2 separate regions of the Bos taurus genome follow, and region 1 is linked to region 2. Evidence: chromatin contacts called from public Hi-C data. All regions are on one chromosome and are shown on one strand. The core of a region is the stretch at or near the end of the contact, and the rest is flanking DNA. Distances in the headings are between cores, read along the strand shown. Region 1 holds the start of CSNK1E (casein kinase 1 epsilon). Region 2 holds the start of PICK1 (protein interacting with PRKCA 1).

What was found. Hi-C and Micro-C count contacts between places; a contact is called where the count stands out from the background.
Region 1: a Hi-C map of skin fibroblasts shows a contact between it and region 2, with 4 times the contacts expected there. The contact joins the promoter of CSNK1E here to the promoter of PICK1 in region 2. A contact is called at or near these places in 3 of 11 Hi-C or Micro-C datasets (liver, skeletal muscle and skin fibroblasts).

The regions. Positions count from the first base shown.
Region 1 is chr5:110,079,641-110,084,675 of ARS-UCD2.0, forward strand. CSNK1E (casein kinase 1 epsilon) reads right to left here and starts at 3,677. Exons shown (of 7, transcript NM_001078109.1): 1 at 3,602-3,677.
Region 2 is chr5:109,832,491-109,838,133 of ARS-UCD2.0, forward strand. PICK1 (protein interacting with PRKCA 1) reads left to right here and starts at 2,190. Exons shown (of 13, transcript NM_001035401.2): 1 at 2,190-2,327; 2 at 2,482-2,579; 3 at 3,955-4,066. The coding sequence starts at 2,539.

The sequences.
Region 1 (5,035 bases), core at 2,427-4,926, 250 kb after region 2:
CAGACGCTTTACTGTCTGAGCTACCAGGGAAGCCCAGATCCACTCTGGAGCCCCACCCTATCCTCGGGGACTGGGCCCCAGTCTGCCTTTGTCTCCCTCGGGCCAACTTGGACCTGCCCACGTATCTCAGGCCCCCACTAAATGAGTCTGCTCACCCACTCTGGAAGCATCCAGGGGATTCTGGGGCCCACTAAGGTGGTTATGTCCAAAGTAGATACCTGTTCATGCAGTGATCCACTGGGGTGTGGGAAGAGAAAAAATGGAATTTGTATTCTTATTCACCTGAGCCTTCTAAACATTCTATTTTATTTTTATTTATTTATTTTTGGCCATGCTGGGTGGCTTGTGGGATCTTAGTTCCCTGACCCAGTGATTGAACCTAAGCCCTTGACAATGAAAGTGTGGAGTCCTAACCACTGGATCACCAGGGAATTCCCTAAGTATTCTAATTTAATGTTTGTTTTATAATGCACACATTGCGGCTTCCCCAGTGGCTCAGCAGTAAAGAATCCGCTTGTAAATCAGGAGCTTCAGGAGACAGGGGTTCGATCCCTGGGTCAGGAAGATCCCCTGGAGGAGGGCAACCCACTCCAGTATTCTTGCCTGGAGAATCCCATAGACAAAGGAGCCTGGCGGGCTACAGTCCACAGGGTAGCAAAGAGTCAGACACGACTGAAGAGACAGTGCGCACAGCACACACACATGCATTAACACAGAAAATATATATATACACACACACTTAAGTTGTAACAAACAGACATACATTTAAATACAAAAGCCATGTTCAAAATTATCTGTACAGACTGGGTATGCAGCCAAAGTCTGCATTAGTATTTAGGAGCCCTGCAATGCGTTCTCACTTGAGAGGCAGTGATGGTAGAGACCCTGCTTCAACGAGTTGGATTCAAGTCCTCCATCAGCTACTTCTGGCCTATGTGGCAGGGTGAGTTTATAAAACCTTCCGAAGCCTCATTTCATCATCTCAGGGATTGGTGTGGTAATAGCACTCAAGTGGATTAAAAGAGGTGATGGACCAAAAGTCTGTAGCCAGAGCCTGACACATATTGATATGTGCAGTTATAACCAACTCAGTTACAGGAAGCAGAGCCAGGCTTGGTCTGGGCCTTGGGATGAGCCCTGCTCTGATGGAGTGTGTCAGTTGCAGACTCAGAACCCAGAATGAGTCATTAGAAATCAGTGTGACCAGGGTTAAGGACATCAACAGGACATCAGCAGGATATTGACATCCCAGAAAGCCCTGATGGTCCAGGCAGAAGATGACAACAGGTGTGCATCAAATCAGACACCATTGTAGGCTAAAGAGGCAGCAGTAATGGGAACCAACACTTGAGTTAGCATGGCCAGGATTGAATCTTGGCTCCATGTGAGTAATTTATTTAACTTTTTGTGCCTCAGTTTCACCATCTGTAAAATGGGAACAATAAGGGGACAATTTCATAGTATGGCTCAAAAGCACTTAGAAAAAGAGGCTGGCAAACCTCTTGAGAGGACAAGAGGCTCTCAACAAGTCTTAGTTCTCAAGTTCTGTGAATTGGAAGGCGACTTCCCCGATTCTGCTTCAGAACATCAGAGATCCCTGACACCCTCGTTATTGTCCTGGAGTGACAGGCCTGGCAGAAACAGACAGCCTCAAGGGAATTCCCCTAATGGTCCAGTGGTTAGGACTCTGCGTGTCTACTGCTGGGCCCTGGGGGATTTGATTCCTGATCAGGGAACTTAGATCTCGAAAGCTCCGCAGCTTGGCCAAAAAAGAATAAAGAAAAGAGAAAGCCTCGGAGGATTGTAGACCCTCAGTACAAGATTTTCTTAGTCCTCAGGAGTTCCTGCCAGGATTCAGAGTCCTTCTCATCCAGTGGGAGCGGGCTGTCAGGGCACATTATGGGAGAGCCAAATTAGAAACACAGAACAGAATGTCCCAGGTCAGGAAACAGATGATTCGGAGAGTATGGATTTCCCACTCTAACTGAAGTGTGGCCACAGCCTAGTGAAGCTGACAAGTCCCAGACCCCATCCCCCTGAAGATGGCTAGGGGTCAAGAAGATGAGGGGCTCAGAGTAAGGGTGTATGACCAGAGACAGACTATGTCCCTGAAAGTGGAAGGAGGCCCTGGCTAGCTGTGGATAGGCAGGCCTGGCAGTGGGTACTAAGTAGGTAGGTGAGGAGTTATTCTCCCCATTTGACAGATGAGAAAATGGAGGCTCGCAGAACAGAGACATCTGTTTTCTCTAAGCACAACTTAGCCTGGTATAAGTGCAGCTGGTGACTCAGCCCTGAGCTCTTCCTCTTCCTACACTGAGTAGTCTCTGGTGTGGAGGCCCCTGAGGGTATTAGGAGCCTGGGACTCCACATGTACTCTGTTACTGCTGCCTGTGTGGATCCTGAACAAATCACCTGTGCTCAAGCCTCAGTTTCCTTATCTGTACAAGGGGCTGACGACTAAGCTCCACCTCTGCCCACTCTACTTTTCTTGCAATCCGCTCACTCTGAACTCTTTCCAGAAGCTGAGGAGCTGAACCCAAGGAGGTGGCTGGAGGTTGCCAGCAGGGCCTTAGGGGCCCTGTCTGTGCCTGTCCCAAACACAGTGGATGGCCATGCCCATCTTTCCCAGACCCAGAGGCCTCTCCATTCTGAGGTTTTCCCCAAGAACCCATCCTCCATCCCCAACTCTTCCTCTACTCCACTCATTGAGCAGTTTCCACTCGTCCAAATCCCTCCTCCAACCTCACAAACAAGTGGACCCTTTTTCTGCTGGAACCATGGGAGCTGGGTGGGAGATGGGGATTGTCTACATAAATTAGCTCACTTAATCTTCACAGTACCCTGGGGAAACAGATTTATGTAGCCATTTCTCAGATGTGGAAACTGATGCTTAGAGAAAGCAAAGATCTTTCCCAAGATTCCTTTGTTGAAGGCCTCCTTGACCTAGAGCCCATGTTCTTTCTATTATACATCTCTGTCCCCCCTTCTAATCCTTCCTCCAAGTGTTCAGAATGGTACCCAACTACGGCCCATCCTTCAAATGTAACATTATGCAGCCATTAAAAATAATGATTATACATACTGGAATGACTAATAACAACACAAGAAAATGCATATGACACAATGTTAAGAAGGGAAGACACAAAACCTGTAAATACAGTATGATAAAGTTGCATTACAATGACTGCCTCTAGAAAAAAGATTGAAAGGAAATACATCAAAATAGCCACAGTTGTTTTGCTTGTGTGTTAGTACCATGGGTGATTTCTTTCCTACTTTTATCCAGTTGCCAAACAATCAGTGTCTGTTACTTTTACAACAAAGAAAAGATACCGTGTAAAAAAATAATAATTTGTGGCTGAAATATTTGGAAATCTGCTATCTCCCCGTCAGCTTCCCCTCCTTCAAATCCCTCCAAAGGCTACGCTTTCAGTACACCGTGACTATAAACAAGAGATAGGTAGTTTGGGGAGAAACCAGTACCTCCTCGCACGCCGGACCAGCTCCGCTCTTAGACCAGGCTCTTTTCTGGGTCCAGTGAAGACTCCCACCCCAGACCCTCCTCTTAGCTCCCCCGGTTGGAGCTCCTGCGGACGCTCACCTGACACTCGTGGGCTGGCCTCCGATGCCAGATGCGCACACCTGTCCCTCCAGGTGAGGACTCTGCGAGCGCGCCGCGCGCAGGAAGGAGGGAGCCGGCCAGGGGCGGGGCCGTGACGTCACCAGATCGGTCCCGCCCCCGACTTCCCGGGCACTCCCCCGCTTCCAGGCCCGCGGGGATTCGTGATTCTCGTGTTTGCGGGGTGAGGTGAGGGGACACTTCCCCCGACACGCACACCTCATTCGGACTGGGCCCCCAGCCATCCATCAGCGGTGCCTCCAAAGTGCGACCCTCGGGGGTGGGCGGACTGAGAGGGGAGGTCCCTCCACCACCCCCAAATCCCTCTGCTAACACAGAACTGCGGAGTTCTCAGATTTCAGGTTCACGTCAGCTGGAGTAAGGAGTGATCGAAGGGACGGGGGTAGCCTGTGATTCCCCCCGAGTATTTTCTTCATTTCCTACTCCGCTCTCTGTACTACCCTCTGACCCCACCTCCTGCTAAGGGTGTGCGTGAACGGCCAAGAAGGGTGATTCCAGCTCTTGGGTATCAGGGGAAATTACCTGCCATCTGACACCCATAGTCAGAAACTGTTTCCATCTTCTTTGTATGATCAGAGCCTGTTTATATTTGGCAAAGTTCAATGTTGAAAATTCTAGCAAAACGGTGGCAAAAATCAAGAGCACCACCCGGGTTCACCTCTCCAAGCCCTTTGAAAATGTGCTGGCCCTTGGGCTCCGTGATTTCATTCTGAAAATCTATCTTGAGGAAGTCATTCAGGCATACGTGTCCCCTGTTCCTTATTGTGGTGAACTTGGAACTAGTTCAAGTGTCCAACACCCGGCTCAGGTGAACAGCACAAACACACCATCGAATATTATGCAACCATTGAAGAGTTATGTTTACAAACAGCTAAGCATACAAGGAAATATGTTAAAATATTAAGAGAATAAAAGCAGGCTGTAAGTGAGTGGTGACAGCAGGCTTAGTTGTACTTTAAAGCCAAACACAATTTCCTGCATGGGAAAGAAAGCTTAAAGAAAAAGTTCACTGTGGTTCTTTCTGGGTAGGAGCACTATGAAGCTTGTTTTTTATCCTTGTTTCCTGTATTTCATCTAATAGGATCATTTCACTTTTATAAAGTCCCTCTATCTCTTTCTTAAATAGTTCCCATTAATTGAGCACTTCCTATAATTTAGAATAAGCCCCTTTCATGCAATCCTTGCAATAGTCCTGAAGAAGCAATGAGTAGTCTCTCCCTCCCACCAGGAAGCCTCGAGGCTAGCGTGACCCTGGTAGGACCCTGGGGTGGGGTGAGAGGTGGGGCACAGACACAGCTTCGGGGAGACCAAGCTCTGAGGTTGACAGGTCAGATATTTCAGCCTCCACAGTTAATTTTATAGCCTTAATGTATTCTTCTGATTATAAAAGCAGCA
Region 2 (5,643 bases), core at 940-3,439:
AGCCAGGACTGTCTGGTAAGGCTGTCTGCAACAGGTGGATTAGAGCTGGGCCTGGGAGACAGGGAAGTCAAGGAAGAAAAGAGAAGAGGCTGGGCATTTTGCCCTCCCTTGGGAAGAGGGACTGGAGTGGGCTGGCCGAGGGCGGGGGGCGGGGGTTGTCAAGAGACTTGAGTGACATCTGTGTCATGCGAATTGTTTCCAAAGCACTCACATCTGTTTCTCCTTTAAAACAATATTTATTTTTCTCTATTTGGCTGCATAGGGTCTTAGTTGTGGCACATGGGATCGAGTTCCCTGACCAGGGATTGAACTCAGGCCCCCTGTATTGGGAGTGGAGAGTCTTAGCCACTGGACCACCAGGGTATTCCCTGTTTCTCCTTTTTATCTTGACTTTCACAAGCACTTTTGGGAGAACCACTGTCCCCAGTCTACAGATATCTGAACTCAGAGTCAGGCAGTGACTTGCCCAAGATCCCCCAGCTTCAAGATGACAGTATCTGGGAATGAGCTAGGGCTACTGTGAGGTGGAAGAGCCACAGTCCACATTAAATAATCTGGCTTTGGAGACTGCTGATTTTTAGAATAGAAATTCTGGCCTGCAAATAGGACTTGGAAATACCAGCCCTAGCTCTGCTACCAGCCACCTGGGAGACAAGGGGCAGTGTCTCTCTGAGCCTCAGTTTCCTTACCTGCACAATGTGGCTGACAGTACTTGTTCTTCTCTCATAGGATCAAGGTGAACTTTGAAATCCTGTGAAAGTGATCTTAATGGTGGAGCCAAGGGTACATGGAAAAGTTGTTGCTATTGTGGTACTCTGCACAACTGCCAACACTCAGATAGCTCCCGGAGGAGAGGGTGGGGCTCCCATCAGGCCATGGGATGTGTGGATAATCACCCTTCTGCATCTCTCCTTCCTCCACTGCCCCTGGAGGAATCTGGACAGGCCTGGTCCCATGCTTCCTGGATGAGGCAGATGCTAGGGCTGGGGCTCTGGGAGTCCCAACCCCTCCAGGGAACTTACTATACACAGTACTGCAGCAGAGGTTGGCGGGGAGAAGAGATTTGGGCTTGTCGGCTGCGAAGCACTGATGGCATTTTCAGAACCTCAGGTGCACAGGGCTGTGACCTTCAGTGTGACCCCAAGGGGGCAGCTCCTCAGGACTAAGGAAAGAGAGGGAGTGTGAGGCGTCTTTTACTAAATATCATAGAAAGCATCTGCCCCGGTGCTCTTAGTTTGCATTTGGAGAAAGGAGGTATGTAAAGGGAAAGGAAGGGAATCCAACCTGTCGGTAGCAGAGCCGCTGACCACAGGTGTGCAGGTGTTAGAAAAGCGCTGGACTAGGTGGCAGGCGTCTCAGGGTTGCGATCTGGATCTTACTCCAACTGTGGAAGGCTCTGGACAATATCTCTTCCCCTTGCTGCTGCGGCTGCTGCTGCTGCTGCTGCTAAGTCGCTTCAGTTGTGTCCGACTCTATGCGACCCCACAGACGGCGGCCCACATCCCTGGGATTCTCCAGGCAAGAACACTGGAATGGGTTGCCATTTCCTCCTCCAATGTGTGAAAGTGAAAAGTGAAAGTGAAGTCGCTCAGTGTGTCCGACTCCTAGCGACCCCATGGACTGCAGCCCACCAGGCTCCTCCGTCCGTGGGATTTTCCAGGCAAGAGTACTGGAGTGGGGTGTTATTGCTTCAGGTTACATGTGCTTTAATTTGCTTCCTGGGGGTCCCAGAGGCGTCACAACACCCTAACACAAGGTGCTGAAAATGTTAAAGGGAACCCGTCGAGGTTTGTAGTCCACTGAATTTCACTGGAGGTCTCCCGGTCTGAGGATGCGTCCGTTGCCACGGCAACCAGCCAGGCGTCTTGGTCCCCTGCGTCCCGCTAAGGAAGCTGGGAAGAACCCTGCCCTTACCAACATGGCGGCGGCCATAGGCCAAGGGGCGGGGTTGAGCGCCGTCGGCCTCTCCAGACCTTTACTCTGTTTCCGCTTTTTCATGCTAAGGGGGAGCTTCCGTCAATACTTATTCTCTTTCCTGGTTCTGGGAGCCCCAGGAGGCTGGGAGGGAAGGGTTGCTTGCAGGGATCGGGGCAAATACCCAGGGCAGGAAGGCGGGACTTCCGCGTCCCGCCGGAAGTGACGCGACAGTCGCGGCCACGGACAGGTGGAACGGCAGGTGGGTTCAGGTGCCAGCCTGGCCCGGACCCGTCTGTGGGACTGACGCTTCCGGTGAGCTACAGAGGCAGCTCCCGAGGGCCTGGAGACCCGTGGGGCGGGCTCTGGGATCTAAGCCCCCAGCCCTGGCCTGGAGTTCCCCTCTGTACCTAGTAAGAATCACCTACCCACCCCCCACCCCGGGACAATCCCCCATCGTCCGGAGGGGAGGAGGAGGGCCTGGCTCTCGCTGATAGCCGGGGTTGAGGTTGGTATTTAGGCACTTTGGTTTCCTAAGCCCTGCCCTCTTTTCTCATCCGGATCCAGTTCCCCATTCCCCTGCCGAGCTGGACAGTTAGCCAGCCCACTGAAACTCTCGGAACCATGTTTGCAGACTTGGATTATGACATCGAGGAGGATAAACTGTGAGTATGTTGTTACCCCAAGTCCCACGAGTGCAGGAACCCCAGATCCCCTAAATCCCTGGACTTTCGAGTTCCAGAGACCCTTGCTTCTCAGCGTAAGCTTAGAAGCTGCAATGAATCCTGCCCTTCCAGGAGCTCACCATCTGTAGGGGGCTATGGACATATTGATGGATAGTTGCAACTCAGGGCCATAAGGGCCCTAATGGAGAACGACATGGCTACAAGGAGAACCCAGCCAGCTGAGCAGTGCCTCTGCTGGGGTATTCAGGGAAGGAGTCACAGAAGAGGTGGCAATTGAGCCAGGTTTTGAAGGATGAATAGGAATTTCATAAATACACCTTCCTTCCCAGGATAAATGATTAGTGGAGCAGATTTTTAAAAATTAAGTTAGTCTTCTTGTTAGAATTGGAGAAGGAAATGACAATCCGCTCCAGTATTCTTGCCTGGAGAATCCCATAGACAGAGGAGCCTGGCAGGCTTACAGTCCATGGGATCTCAAAGAGTCAGACATGACTGAGCAACTTCACTTTCTTTCTTTCCTTCACAGAAGAGGTGGCAATTGAGCTAGGTTTTGAAGGATGAATAGGAATATCATAAACATACCTTTCTTCCCAACATAAATGATTAGTGGGAGAGATTTTAAAAAGTTAAGTTAGTCTCCTTATTAGAATGTATCCTCCCTCAGAGCAAGGATGAAATGCATCACCTTTCTGTGTCCTCAGCACTGATGGTGCTCAACATCAGCAGGTTGTTAGCAAATGTTTGTCGAGTGAATAAGAGAATAAATGAGAGTATTTGCCACAAAACATAAATAAGTGCTAATGTATAGTGAAAATTGAGAGGTAATTGAGTATAACAATTGAGAGATGGGTGATGCGTAGTTTAACAGGAGAAGGCTTCCTGGAGGCGGTGGCTTATGATTTATGTAGCTGAGAAGGTGACAAGCATAGAGTCTGACTCAACTCTTAGAGGGAAAATGAACAGGGAAGGGGGACCTATTTTTTTGAGTGCCTACTCTTGGCTGAGTTGGTGTTAAGTGGCTTCCATGTACTTTTGAAGTGGCCATTGTTTTAATCTATATGATTTTATGAATGAGGAAATTGAGATGCAGAGAGGGTGACTTGCTTATCCAAGACCCACAGCTGATAAATGGCCAAGTTGGGGTCTGATGCCCCATTAGCATGGATCCAAGAGCTCTGCGGTGTTCCAGCACAAAATGACAAAATGCTGTGTTTTTGGCCAAATGAGAAAGAGCTTCCCTCTGTAGCACGTGTAGCACTAAGAGGATCTTGGGGGTTTTGGAGGGCCTGTCTCCATCCCCATCTCCTCCAGTCATTCTTCCAGGAAACTCAATTGCACGTGCTTCTCTTTCTAGCGGAATCCCTACTGTGCCTGGGAAGGTGACCCTGCAGAAGGATGCTCAGAACCTGATCGGGATCAGCATTGGAGGAGGGGCCCAGTACTGTCCCTGCCTGTATATTGTTCAGGTATTGAGTGCTTTGGAGGTGGGAGGGAAGTGCTGGAGGGGGTGAGCCACCTGGCTACTTGGACATGACAAAGGTTCATTCCTCTGCTCTGTAAAGCTGGCTCCTTCTCATTCTCTTCAGAGGGGCTTCCCTGAACACCCCCTCTCAGTAGGCCTGCCCTTATTTTTCTGTCATTTCAATCTGGTTTTTTTCCTTCTCAGCACTTACCACCATCTGTACTCTCATGGATTTGCTCACTAATTCTGTATCTAGCTGCTTTTCCATACTCTCTGCACCATGAGGGCAGGATCCCAGTTTGCTTTTTCACTGCAGTCAGCACCTGTACAAGGCCTGGCAAATATTGGACCTTCAATAACAGTGTTGTCAATGAATCAACAAAACCGTCAACCTTTGGTACTAACACAGGTGTGAGGCATAGTAGAAAGACTAAAAGACTATGAATGGCCTGAGTTTAAATGCAAGCTTCCCTGCTTATTAACTTGTTAACCTCTCTGGGCCTCCGTTTTGTTACTTGGAAATTGGGGATGTAAAATGCATAGGTCCAAGCATCTTTGGGTTGCTGTGAAGAATAAACTCAACAATGACATCCCACAGTTTCTGGCCCTTAAGCAGTACTCCCCCAGTGGCAGCTGTTACTATTTTTACGACAGTTCACTTTCCCAGATGATCTGCCAGCGGTACTTTACAGGTTTGTGGTCCTTATTGCACAGGAGCTGCCCTGGTGATGTTCTGTCCGCTGTGACTCACAAGTGGGCACTGGCCTGCTTTACTGTGGGGCTGGTTGGAGTCAGTGATCTTTCTGTAGTCTTGGAAGGAAGCTTGCTCCCCCAGACATCAACTTGACCCGGACTCTGCTCTATTCTAACCTTCTCAGCTAAGTAGCCATTGGTGGCAGATGAGAAACATCAGTCTCTCTGAGGCTCTCTCAAGAGTCACTTCTAAGGCCTTGAAGATGGAGATTCCCTGGATCTGGTCTTGCCTGCTCAGAATGTGGCCTTTACAGGCCCTTTGGCCTCCTCTGACCCAGGAGGTGTTGGGGAGGCCTCCCCCAGGCCTGACCTCCTTGAAATCTGCCCTTACAGCCTCCTGTGCCACCTCCCACTCCATCCCCGACCCCCTGAGGGCCAGGTTTGTCCTTAGTGTGAACTGTGATTATAAATAGTAGAATTGATTTTTTTCAAAATTCAGTTTTATTTTTAATCAAAGACTCTCTGACTTGCTTTTAACAAGTCAAGAGTACTAAAAGGCCAATGTCAAATAAGCAGTTCCTGCTCTACCCCATCTCGCCGCCCTTCCCCCTCCCCAGGCCTGCCTCCACTCCAATCCCAGAAGCAACACTGCTTCCCACCCTTTTAGCTGTAGATTCAGGTCAGAGGTCCCATTTTTCTCAGGAAGATGCTTATCCCGTTACTTCTTGATCTGTCCCTTGTAAACATCTATCAGCTTCTCTCAGCCAAGGAGACGAGAATCTAACTTTCTTCCCAAACCTCTGTTTCCTCTCCATCTTCCTAGCGTGGTGATCTTGTCAGTTTTGGTTCAGTCTGTGTCAGTGCAATAGGTATCGTGTTCGGGAAATA